Regions from separate parts of the Mus musculus genome. Here all the other regions are linked to region 1. A link is a contact called in public Hi-C, HiChIP or PLAC-seq and promoter capture Hi-C data. All regions are on one chromosome and are shown on one strand. The core of a region is the stretch at or near the end of the contact, and the rest is flanking DNA. Distances in the headings are between cores, read along the strand shown. Region 1 holds the start of Kcnk13 (potassium channel, subfamily K, member 13). Region 2 has its middle 8.0 kb from the start of Gm51957. Region 3 overlaps Kcnk13 (potassium channel, subfamily K, member 13). Region 4 holds the start of Tdp1 (tyrosyl-DNA phosphodiesterase 1).

Region 1 (2,758 bases), core at 136-2,635:
ATGTGCTCTGCCGACCTTAGCCTGCTCTGCGTGCGGGCTCGCCCATGCCCGCCGCGCGTTCCCCAAGGCGGCGTGGATCTCCCGGCCGCCGCCGCCTCCTCGGTGGTTCCTGTGTAGCCAGCTCCCCACGTCCGCCTGGACTCGTGGTTTCGAATCCGCTTTGTCGTCGCCGCCTCCCTGTCCTCTCTGGAGTTCTCCTTAAGGCTGAAGACCAGAGGGTCGGGACACAGAATCTGCTTCGACTTGGTGCGAGGGTGCGGGCGACCCGGGTTCACCCGAGCTCCTAATTCGGCTCAGATTGGGGAGGGGGCGTGGCGTGCCTTCAAGGCAAACTCCCTAGAACTTGAACTCCTCTTGAAGAAAAAAAAGGTCGTGGGTCCAGAGAGAATCGGCGGGTAAGCTTCACATCAAGGTCCGGGTTCCTCGGAGCATTGCTTTCCAAGCTGTGATGGCTGGGATACGGGCTGTTCTCTGTCTTCGGTGCCTCTCCAGGTGGATCTGTGTTGCGTATTAGTGACAATGTTCTGCCGAGAGCCTCTATCCACCAGAATAACCAGGGCTCAGAGGTCGGAACGGGTTTGGGGCAGACGCACGGACGCAGGGACAGTGCGAAGAGGCAGATCAGCCGGCTCGGATCTCTGCTGGGCACACAGGCTCCACGGCAGCACGAGGGCGGACCGCTGTGGGGAGGAGAACAGAGGGGGAGGTTGGAACAGTGAAGGAAGTTAGAAGCATCCTCCCAGGGAGCCTTCCTTGACTTCCCCCATACCAGATCGCCCTTGGCCTCTAGGGCCTGCACCGGGCGTTCTCTGTCCACACGTGCCGGCCCTGCCAGCCCATCTCCCGGAGAACCGGCCAAGGACAGCGGCCAGAAGAGTTCCATCTCTTTCACCCGGTTTTGATCGCCTCGGCTCTGTAGTTCTTGCGCAGTCAGTGGCGCTGAGCTGAGAACTCCAAGCTACAACATGTAAGCCGGCAACAAGGTTCTTTTGTGAACCGCTGGGGCGCCCACCCAGAGACCCCCAACTTGCCATGAGCTCTGGAGCCGCCGTCGCCTTCGCGTCTCACCTTCCCAAACGCACCTGCTCTGTGGAACAGGTTCAGGATGGTTCCTGGCTTCCCTTCTCAAGTGGCCTTGCCCTGCCCAGTGGGGCTGAGAGCAGAAGTCCGTGCCCAGAGCTGCCTTCTCTGTGGAGTGCTCAAAAACTGCAACAGGTGGAGCTCTGCAGCTGCCAACCGAGGCGACTCCACCCGGTACCCGCCCCTTGGCCTCAGGGCCAGTCTCCTGCTCAGGTCTCCTCCGCTGGCGCTCGCCTGGACCTCTAAACAGCGATGCTTCTACCAGGGAGTGCAGATCCCTGGAGTGGTTGCTTAACAGATAGGTCGAGAGCCTCGATGGTCTGCGTGGGTTCCTCTCAGGCCAGAAGAGGGCGCTGCGTGCCCTCCAGACACACCTGGTTCCCAGCAGTTTAGCCACAGGGGATCGAATATAGCTGTGTGAAGGAATGGATTCATAGCCACCCACGGTCTAAACAGAATTTCTCCGCCTTTAGAGAGAGAGAGAGTGGTCCCAGGAGACCCACCCACGATACTAGCCAGAAACAGAACTAGAAAAGCTTGCAGTTCTGTTGAATAGATGCAAATGATTTTGGTGAGAGTAACTAACAGACCGTTTATCTTGCATTGTGTCTCCTGGGGAGGAAGAACTTTAGAGGGTATTGAGTTCACACCCAGGGTGAGTAACCCAATTACCTTTACTAGTTTAAGAAACATCTCAAGTACATCAAAATCGAATGACGTTTACAATGACACAACACACCACCACCTAGATTCTACAAGTGACAGTTTACCAGGCTTGCTTATATTTACCCATTCCTTTCTAGTCACCAACCCACTCAGGATGCACTTTGAATGGTTGTAGACACCCACACACTTTCACCCCATCTCCAGCCAGTATTGGCCATTATTAAGAGCTCTATCCTCGGATTTTTGCTTTTGTGGTAAAATTTGCATGCAATGACATGTCATTGTACCATTAGGTGAGTCCTGATAACTTTGGGAGCCAAACAATGGTGGCCTCCCTCCCTTATCATCTAAAAGCCACCAAAGGATTAAAGCTCCCACAAATATCTTCCCAGTAAATCCCCACCCACATTCCTGCAGAGGTAGCCACTATTCTGATTTCTTTTTCCACCATGGAATATTTCTCCTTTATAGAACTTGGTTTTGTTTATTCAGGTCTCTGTATTCATAAGAACCAGTTATGTGTCTTGTGTAAAGTGTGTTCCTGAAGTGTACCGACTGACATCATTTCAAACTAGCTTTTTCTAACCCACAACAATGCAGTGTCCACATCCTATAGACTGTTGACAGAGCCAGCCATTTTATTTTTAAGCCTTCTGTATACAGGCACATAAACTTATCTCCTTGGGGTTTTGTGTTCTCTGGACACCTTGTATATTGGACTTTTGTAAATGGTTGGACTATTTTGCCCACTTAAAAGCTTGGTTTTGGAGCTGGGGAGATGGCCAAGTCAGTAATGTGCTCATCACAGTGTGAGGACCAGAGTTCAGCTCCCCAACACACATACAGAAGGATGAGCATAGCTGTGGACTTTTGACATCCTACTCCTCCTGAGCAGGTAGGGCCAAGTGGAGCTGGCTAGCCACAGTTCCGTAGCCAAGTCAGTGAACTCTCGGTTCAGTGAGAGCCCCTCTGGTTTCCACATGCACACATGTGCACACACATACAACATGCA
Region 2 (2,758 bases), core at 136-2,635, 100 kb before region 1:
AGTAGGTAAAGTGCTTGCTGTGCATGCGTGAGCATTGGAGGTTAGATCTCCAGTATGCATAGAAATGCTGGGCAGGCGTGGTGGTACACCCATTGCTCAGGAGGTAGAGAACAGCCATCCCTTGGAACAAGCTCCCTAGACAGACTAACCATATCAGTGAGCTCTGGGTTCGAGTGAGGGACCCTGCCTCAGTATATAAAGTGGTGATCAATTAGGAATACCTCTGGCCTCCATATGCACATACATGCACACACATGTACCTCCACATGTGAACATACAGTCTCTCTCTCTCCCCACTCAGTCACACACCTATAGAGAAAGTGGAGGCAAGGACTTTTATCAGACAGATCACGACTGAAAGAATTAATTCATTGTCATCAAAGGTGCCTTGAAAGGAATGTTACAGAAACTTCCCTACCATTTTAAAACAGTGGTGGGCAGAAGGGGAACTAGTTCTCTATAGAAGAACTGTAATTAATGTCCATAGGTAGAACTACTGCATTAGGGAATTGCCATCAGAACACCAAAGGAGATCACTCCCAGATATACTCTCAAACCTCTGCCATCCTAATTCTCAGTGGTTGGGATAAAATCAGATAGTTACTTATCCTCTCTATCCAAAAAGGTTAGAGGAGTTTGAGGACAAGTGCCTGCCTGTTCCAAAATGTGGTCATGAAAATATTACAAATATGAGTAAGCCCTAGATCTTAAAACGCTGAGTGTGTGAGTATATGTGTGTGAGTATGTGTGTGTGTGAGAGTGTGTGAGTGAATGAGTGTGAGTATATGTGTGTGTGAGTGTGTGCATGTATGTGTGAGTATATGTGTGTGTGTGAGCATGTGAATGTCTGTGTATGTGTGTGAGAGTATATGTGTTTGAGAATGTGAATGTTTGTATATGAATGTGTGTGTGAGAGTGTATGTGTGTGTGAATGTGTGTGTATTGAGAAAGTATGTGTGTGACTGTATGTGTGTGTGATCGTTTCCAAAGCGTTGTATTGTATCAAGTGACTGGATGAGGTCAGCTGATACTGAAATGGAAGCTCTCTGGAACAGATACAAGGATTTGGTGGTGGGGTGTGGGAGGTGGAACAAAACCAAGGGGACACCGTTGAATAACGGGAGAAACACGGTCATTTAAATGGCATGGCATGCAAAATCTTTCCCAGCTGGATGCAGTGCTAGTGGACCTCCCCTCTTCAAATCCAAACCTGCAGCCCACTGCCCAAATGGTTTCTCAGAGTCCTGATGCCCTCCCTGGGCATCACTTTATTGGATCTTTCCAGCAGCTTGCAGAGGAAGCTGGTGTTCTACAGAGATGGGGCTCAGCGTGGTAAGTGACAGGCCCACCCTTTCCAGCGCTCAGATCCAAGCCCTGGCATCCTCACACAAAGAGCTGCTTGTTCACACACTGGCCTGACCTCAGAAACAGTGCTCTGTTATCTGTGTGCTGCTGTTCCAGATGTGGACACCAAGGATATGGGCAGAGTGTGAGATGCCTTTAGCGGCCCTCAGTGTGGCATTAACACAGAATCACATTATAAGGAATTGTTTCTTCTCAACTCTCTCCTGGTTCTTTTGACTCCATCATAGAACAAGTCTGATTCAGGTGTCCCCTCCCCTTCCCGACATTTGATAACATGTTTTCTGTTGTCGTTTAACAATATGAAATGACATAGGTTTTTTTTTTTAAATTTTTTGTGGGTGCGCGTGTGTGCATGCATGTGTGTGCGCGCGCGCACACGCTGTGACGGCCAGAGGACAGCTTGTGATAGTTCTTTTCTTCCATCACATGGGTCTCAGGAATTGAACTCAGGCTTGAGAGCAAGCTTTTACCCACGGAGCCATCTCTCTGGCCTTTTGTTTTGGGACAGGGTCTCACGTGGCCTCGGCTGGCCCGGAACTTACTATACCATCAAAAAACCGGTCCTGAGCTCTGGGTCCTCTCACCTCAGCAGGCACTACTACGGCCACCTATTCTCCATTTTTTCTAAGAGAGAAAAGCCTTCGGGCTTAGAGCCTTTGCCGAGATACAGGATTTGGATAGAATTTAATAACACAGTTTGAGCTTTACTTTATCATCGCCTATTTATAGCAAGTGCTTACAGGCTTTCATTTGGTATGACAGTCTCTTTTAAAAACAAAATGAATTATAAACTGAGCCGATGGGAATGTTGAGGAGATGGAAGCGTGGAGTTCTGCCACAACAAGCGACATGGGCTGATCCTCAGAGAAATGGGCTGCCGGGGGTCCCATTCCTGTGTCAGAGAAAATCCCGGACTTCCTACATAAAGCCTGAAAGCAACATCAGTAGGGAGACCCTGAACTCGTGACACAGGATCCTGGGCCCATTGCTATGCCTGGTTAAGGAGAGCGGAAAGCCTACCAGGTGATAACCGAGGTGGCAAGAGGCAATAGCATGGCTGCCATCACCCAGGAAAGGCATGGCTGCCATCATCACCCAGGAAAGCTACCGTTAGCAAGCTTGCTTCCTTGCGGTGTGTATCTGGAGCCTCATGCACTCGGCCTCCCTTGCTGTGTGTATCTGCTACTCCATCAGGAGCCTCGTGGACTTGGGCTTTGATTATTACTGTCTAAAATGTCCTGTTAACCAGTTCATGTCTATGAGTAACAATAGAGAGACTTTATTAAGTGAAGGTTCCTAATTTTTCAAGTTTTTTTTTTACTCCTTCTTCCCTTCCTTTCTTCCATCCTTCCCCTCCCTTCCTCCCTCCCTCTCCTCCTGACCCCCTCCCCTC
Region 3 (2,758 bases), core at 146-2,645, 80 kb before region 1:
CATTCAGTCTTTCACTGACCCTCATTTTTCCCCCTTGGGTGAGATTCTCCTCTCCTTTTGAGACTCTTTCTTGTGGCTGAGAATCCCTGAATAAACTGTTCTCTGGCTCAGGAGCACTAGCTCCAAGTGTAGCCCCCAGGCTCCCATGTGATGACTTGGCAGTCTGGCCTGTGCTAGAATATCTCTGGTTATTAATAATGCCCTCAGGACACTGGTCAGGGCAGTTAATAACCCTGTTTTCTCACCCCTGGGTCAGTCTTTGCCGCTTTGGCCCTATTTACTGGGATGTCTTGGTCTAATTCACAGTTAACAGAAAACAGTATCTCTACATGGCCACCAAACTGGCACTTTCTTGCTAGCAACTTTCAGTGTAGACACCCCCCTCCCCCATTTGTGGTTCGCTGCCACCTGAAAAGCCAGTTTGCCACCTGAAAAGCAAGTCTGGCCCTGTCCCTTGTCAGGGACTCTGTCTACTGCCCTTCTCCCATACCTCACCACACCTCCACAGAACATATTTCCCTTCTCTTCATCTTTTTATAAACACATCATTTAGGGAATGGGGGGGGGAGTTGAAAGGGTAGTAGAGACATAGAAAGGTAGAGAGAGAGAGTGGAGGAGTAGAGGTGGACCATGAGCTTGTGGAGAGAGAGGGGAGAAGGGAATAAGAAGAGAGGGGACAGAGGGGGAAGAGGGGAAGAGATCAAGAGAAGAGAGAGGGAAGGGGGCAAGCAGCCCCTTTTATAATGAGTCAGGCACACCTGGCTGTTGCCCAGGTAACTGTGGGGTGGAACCCAGACAAAATGCCAACAGTGTGGGCTCTCAAAGCCCACACCCAGTGACACACCTCCTCTAACAAGACCACACCTCCTAATCCTCTCCAGAACACTTCCATGAACTGGGACTCCAGCATCCAAACACATGAGCCTCCAGGGACAGTAACTCTTTAATCAAAGGTCTTGTCAGAAAAAATTTCTTCCTTTCCCCCTCTCCCTTCCTCATTTTCTTGTCCCCCTTTGTGCCCCTCTCTTAATTTCTCCACTCTGCTCCTTTGTAGGAGTCTCTGTCCTACACAAGGCTCCTTATTTCTCTTAAAGGAACTGATGAGTTGGCAGGGAAGTGAACCACTGCCCTGTAATAAGCTGGTCTTCAAGGGCTTTCTCTTTACAATATTTAATTTTGATAATACTAGTTCTAGAAAATAGTTATAGCTTTCCTTTGCCCAAAGCCAGGAGAGAAATTATTTTAAGTAAAAAAAAAAAATTACATTTCTTGATTTGTTTTGCATGTGCAGCTTTCTGGAGGTGTTTCTCACCTGCCACCGTGTAGGCTCCAGGGATCAAAGTTAAGTTTGCTGGTGAGTGCCTTTACAGCTGAGTCATCTTGCCAGCCCACAGGAAAAAGCCACATTTTAAAAAGTATTATGGTGCTTGTAGTGCAATTGGGATCAGTATACAGAACTACAGAACACGGCTGCCAAAGGGAATGAATGTTCAGAACTAGGCTACCACTGTGGTTTGTTAGTTGTTTACAAAGAAAAAAACGAAAAGGGGGCGTGGGAAGCCAGTGTGAGCAGAAAGGAGGTATTTGTTAGGATTTATTTAAATACAAAGGGAACAAACAGTGACATTCACTGCTCTTGTGAACTTGGGGCTGGTAATATAAATGCCAGGGTTTCAAGTGAGTGGCTTCAGAGGTACTAATGTGAGCCCAATGGGGAGAGGAAATGGCACACTGTCATTCACCAAGGAACCCAAGGTATTAAAAAAAAAAAGCCCTTATCCCTAGGGCGAGAGGAGGAGGAGGGAGCAGAGAAAGGACTCATAAGACAATGGCAGAGCACCCTCTGAGCATTGTCAGTGGAGACTTTCTAGAAGGGACAGACACAAAGACCAGTCCCACCAATGATGTCATTTCTAACCCCACTGACAGAATAGACTCTACCATGAAAGTCGACCCAACGTTCAGTTTTATGCATAAAAAACCCATCCCCTACCCCCACCTTTCTCTTATCTGCATCTCAATTGTATCTGTAGCTTGGCAGCCGGCCTGTATTCTTCATCTCTAGGTACTGTTGAACAAGCATTCACTGAGCCACGGCCCAAGGCCAAACACTGCTTGCCCAGTGAAGACAGGGCACATGCTCTTTCAGGACCCTGTCTTGTCTCTTCGTTCTTTGTATTTTCTGCTTCATTCTCTGTATGCCCCGCCTCCCCACCCCCAACCTCTGCCCAGTTGTTGGGTTTTTGTGTTTCTTCTTTTGTGAGCTGTGTAGTTTCATCTTTAGTCCATTCCTTATGAAAATACTTATCCTTCTTGTTGACTTATAAGAACTCTTCATATATTAAGAAAATTTAACTCTTCCTTAAATATATATATATATATATATTTTGTTAATTCTTTGAGAACTTCATACAAGCGTGTGATGTATTTTGATCACAACCACTCCCATGCGTCCCAGATCGATTCTGCCTCCTTTCCCCTCTCAGGTTTAATTCTGCCTTTTGATATGCAACTGCAGATAGTTTTTCCAAATGTGTTTGTTTCTTATTCTCACATAAATGTGTTGTAGTCAGGTGGAAGTTTAATTTCCATACAAGTGAACCAATTTGTTCCATTGTAGCTTTTGGCTTGGAAAGTTGTTTACCTTGGGTATGTACTCAGGGTTCTAGTATTTTTAAAATGTGATGTAGGAACAGAGAGGTGGCTCAGCAGTTAAGAGCACTGACAGCTCTTGCTGAGGACCCAGATTCAGCTCCCA
Region 4 (2,758 bases), core at 186-2,685, 80 kb after region 1:
AAACTCAGAATGTCATCAGAAATTTCCTTAAGGGCTTTTAAAAATATGCATGGAGGGCTAGAGCTTTGAGCCGTGGATAAGAGGGTTTGCCATGAGTTCCAAAGCCCAGCATAATACCTGTGCCTATGACCCCAACATTGTGATAGTCAAGGAGGTCTGAGAGTTCACTGGCCAGTCACCCAGAAAGAAAACTGCCGCCATCTTCAGGTTCTGTGAGATTCTGACTCACTAGAACAGGGCAGAGCGCAACTGAGGAAGACAGTCGGAAACTGCCTGTATAGGTGTGTGTACAAACACACACACACACAACAGCTGATGAAAAAAAAAAAGGCACTCCGCTTAGAACCTTGCTTCCACTATTCCCCGGTTGGCTGAGCAGACTCAGTATTTCTTCTATATAGACACTACTCCTCAGACATTTAAGACAGAGGCACCAGATTCTTCCAAGGTGGTCCTTCCTCTGAGCCGGGAAGTAAGCAGAATTGAGGTCGGGGATAAAGAGTTAATAATATAAAGCTTCTATCCTAGACAGGTTTAATTTCAGGGTGAAAGGCACACATTAACACATAAAAAGCCTAAAAGTCAAGATGACTACAGATGCTCACTACATTTTACAGGGATAACTTTTCTTTGGAATCATTTGTGGCATAGCATGAGACCTGGGAGGGAAAGGAATCCGCGGGCTAAAAGGCAGTCGAGAAACATTCCAGACAGATGGAATCCAACCTGCTGAAGGCCAGGAGGAGGTAGCTAGGTTCTAACTGTAACACAGGAATGGTCCAGAAAGAAGGGGTGGGGACAGTAAGGCAAGTTAAAAGCCGAATTTTATTCTAAAGACAATGGGACTCCCAGTGAGAGTGCCTTGGCCCGTCTAGTCTTTTAAAATGATCATATGTAACACAACTTTGTGCACACGTGGCGATAAGGACGCTTCTGCAGGAGCTGGGCTGTGGGGTGCTGACGATGGTCAAGGAGCAGTAATTTGGGGGTACAGTAAGCAAATCGTAAAGCTGCCAACGTTCCCCGAGCGCTCAGCTCTGCCCAGACACAATTCCAAGCGTACAGACTCATTTCAACCTCAAGACAGCCCAATATCACGGCGGTGTCCCTGGTGTGGAGCGTGGTCCACGGAGGGAGCGAAGGCCAGCGGCTCTGCAGCGCGTCCCAAGGGTTAGGAGCGCAGGGTCCGGGGCTCCCGGGACTCAGAGCGGAGGAACCCTGCCCAAGGACCCCGGCCTCGCCGCTCTCCTCGCGGTCCTCACCGAGCCCTGCTGGCCTTCCACTACCACATCTGATGGCAGCGGCCATCGCGCCGCCATGAGGAGGGCGGGCGCAGAGTTACCGCCGCCGCTGCCGCCAGAGCCCGCCCCGAGCCGGCGCCCGCAGCGGCAGACACCTACCTGACCCGCCAGGCCGCCGCCGCCGCCGCCGAGACTCCGCCCCGCGGCGCGCCCGCGCATGCGCGCAGTTCAAACTCGCCGGCGCCGCCGCCTAGCTAGCCAGCCGCTTCCCCTTCCGGAAGCCCCCCACTGGGTCCTAAAGACAGCCTCATTTGCCTGAGACCAAGAGGACCAGAAAAGAGCCGAATGAACGCCTCACTCTCTGCTAGTTTCCTGTTGAAAGAAGAGAGAAACAGAAAGCTGTGGTAGCTTCTCTCTCGAGGTTAATTTGCAAACAACGACTCCATTCTGGGGATGCTTTTAGGCAGCTTCAGGCTCTCAAGGCTAAGACAGCGGCGTGCTCTGGGAGATGGGTGAGCGGTAGAAAAAGACAGCTGCTTCAGACTTTAAAATCGACTGCTAGATAAAAAGTTAAATGAGCTCCCATCAGACTCAGAACCTCCTTTGAAGGTTTCTCCTTTGAAACGGTCATGTTCTTGTCAATCTCACTGATTTGCCAGAAGGGTAGAGGGTATTCCTCATCTTCTATAAAGATGTCTGGTATGGGATTCTTGTGCTGTTCCTTAAGTCAGCCTCACGTCAGGCATCGCCTTCCGGGGGGTTGAATAATCAATTCTGTGTAAACATTCAAAAAAACGGGACATTCCGTTTAATTGTCCTAGACACAGTGTTACGTGCCAGGGTTACCAAGAGGGCGAAAATAAACATAGTAGCTGCTCTGCGAAGGCCGTCCAAAGACTTGCAGTTTAAAAATGAATCTTGGTGTTCACTCATTATTTGTGTTTGTGTGCTTTTTTTTTCACATTCTTCGTGTGTCTCCTGCCAAATCTAGCAATGACACGGGTCAGAATAATCAAAAAGAGTTTATTGTAAATTTGGGAGAGAGCCTGAAAGCAATCAAAACGAGTTAAGAGAGCCCAGAGGTACCAGACCTCCCTTAAGACAAGAAAAATCGAGTAGGGGCGGGGCCAAGGTCTGGGAGCGGGCCTTGAGGCCCCGCCCCATCGTTAAACAGCGCCTTTAACCAATGACAGTACGAAATCAACGCCAGTGGCTCGGAGACTGACCAATGGGAGGAGACGTTGGAGTTGCGCGGCGAAGTTGAGTCCCAGCGGTGGTGGGCGAGGCCGCAGTGGCTGGTCTGTGTTCTCGCTGCAGCGGAGGAGACGCCTGGCTTGGTCTCCGTGTCGGTGGCGATGTTCTTGTCAGAGGCAGGCGCAAGGCCCCGAGCAGGCGAAGCCAGCGCCTCAGAACGCAGGAAATGGGTGAAAGTAGGTGTGGGAGCGCGACCCGAGTTCAGACTTAAGCCTGACCAGGGCCACTTCTGTCACCCCTCTTGGTTCTGGCATTGCTGCAGG

The links. Hi-C and Micro-C count contacts between places; a contact is called where the count stands out from the background. HiChIP or PLAC-seq counts read pairs in DNA pulled down with a chosen protein or histone mark. Capture Hi-C pulls out chosen DNA fragments and counts their contacts.
Region 2: a Hi-C map of cerebral cortex shows a contact between it and region 1, with 2.1 times the contacts expected there. The contact joins the enhancer-like site here to the promoter of Kcnk13 in region 1. A contact is called at or near these places in 14 of 39 promoter capture datasets (the 3T3-L1 cell line, 3T3-L1-derived adipocytes, the HPC-7 cell line and 11 more), 7 of 484 Hi-C or Micro-C datasets (bone marrow-derived macrophages, cerebral cortex, cortical glia and 3 more), 12 of 115 datasets of contacts at active chromatin or transcription factors (bone marrow-derived dendritic cells, bone marrow-derived macrophages, embryonic forebrain and 7 more) and 5 of 9 other capture datasets (adipose tissue, bone marrow-derived macrophages, embryonic stem cells and 2 more).
Region 3: a contact with region 1 is called in an H3K4me3 HiChIP or PLAC-seq map of bone marrow-derived macrophages, with 4 times the contacts expected there. The contact joins the enhancer-like site here to the promoter of Kcnk13 in region 1. A contact is called at or near these places in 3 of 39 promoter capture datasets (the 3T3-L1 cell line, hippocampal neurons and macrophages), 1 of 15 datasets of contacts at CTCF or cohesin (the NIH/3T3 cell line), 6 of 484 Hi-C or Micro-C datasets (the STO cell line, bone marrow-derived macrophages, female germline stem cells and 2 more), 7 of 115 datasets of contacts at active chromatin or transcription factors (bone marrow-derived dendritic cells, bone marrow-derived macrophages, embryonic midbrain and 3 more) and 4 of 9 other capture datasets (adipose tissue, bone marrow-derived macrophages, embryonic stem cells and 1 more).
Region 4: a promoter capture Hi-C map of adipose tissue shows a contact between it and region 1. The contact joins the promoter of Tdp1 here to the promoter of Kcnk13 in region 1. A contact is called at or near these places in 20 of 39 promoter capture datasets (the 3T3-L1 cell line, the C10 cell line, the HPC-7 cell line and 15 more), 3 of 15 datasets of contacts at CTCF or cohesin (CD8 T cells, hippocampal excitatory neurons and pro-B cells), 34 of 484 Hi-C or Micro-C datasets (the AtT-20 cell line, B cells, the C10 cell line and 24 more), 8 of 115 datasets of contacts at active chromatin or transcription factors (a beta-TC-6 cell line, bone marrow-derived macrophages, effector CD8 T cells and 5 more) and 5 of 9 other capture datasets (adipose tissue, embryonic stem cells, liver and 2 more).

What each region holds. Positions count from the first base shown.
Region 1 is chr12:99,963,126-99,965,883 of GRCm38.p6, reverse strand. Kcnk13 (potassium channel, subfamily K, member 13) reads right to left here and starts at 1,385. Exons shown (of 3, transcript NM_146037.2): 1 at 1,083-1,385; 2 at 1-680.
Region 2 is chr12:100,063,903-100,066,660 of GRCm38.p6, reverse strand. No RefSeq gene overlaps it. Among named protein-coding and RNA genes, the nearest start is that of Gm51957, 8.0 kb to the right of the region's middle. Within about 2 kb of position 1,385, at least 23 of the 459 cell types and tissues checked have an H3K27ac peak or open chromatin away from gene starts, as enhancers often do. A contact at or near this core is called in cerebral cortex and cortical glia, where this site is marked.
Region 3 is chr12:100,043,613-100,046,370 of GRCm38.p6, reverse strand. All of the region lies in intron 2 of Kcnk13 (potassium channel, subfamily K, member 13), which reads right to left. All of the region lies in intron 2 of Gm51957 (a long non-coding RNA gene), which reads left to right. Among named protein-coding and RNA genes, the nearest start is that of Gm51957, 12 kb to the left of the region's middle. Within about 2 kb of position 1,395, at least 8 of the 459 cell types and tissues checked have an H3K27ac peak or open chromatin away from gene starts, as enhancers often do. A contact at or near this core is called in bone marrow-derived macrophages, where this site is marked.
Region 4 is chr12:99,883,195-99,885,952 of GRCm38.p6, reverse strand. Tdp1 (tyrosyl-DNA phosphodiesterase 1) reads right to left here and starts at 1,435. Exons shown (of 16, transcript NM_028354.5): 1 at 1,401-1,435. Efcab11 (EF-hand calcium binding domain 11) reads left to right here and starts at 2,511. Exons shown (of 6, transcript NM_030172.2): 1 at 2,511-2,671. The coding sequence starts at 2,597.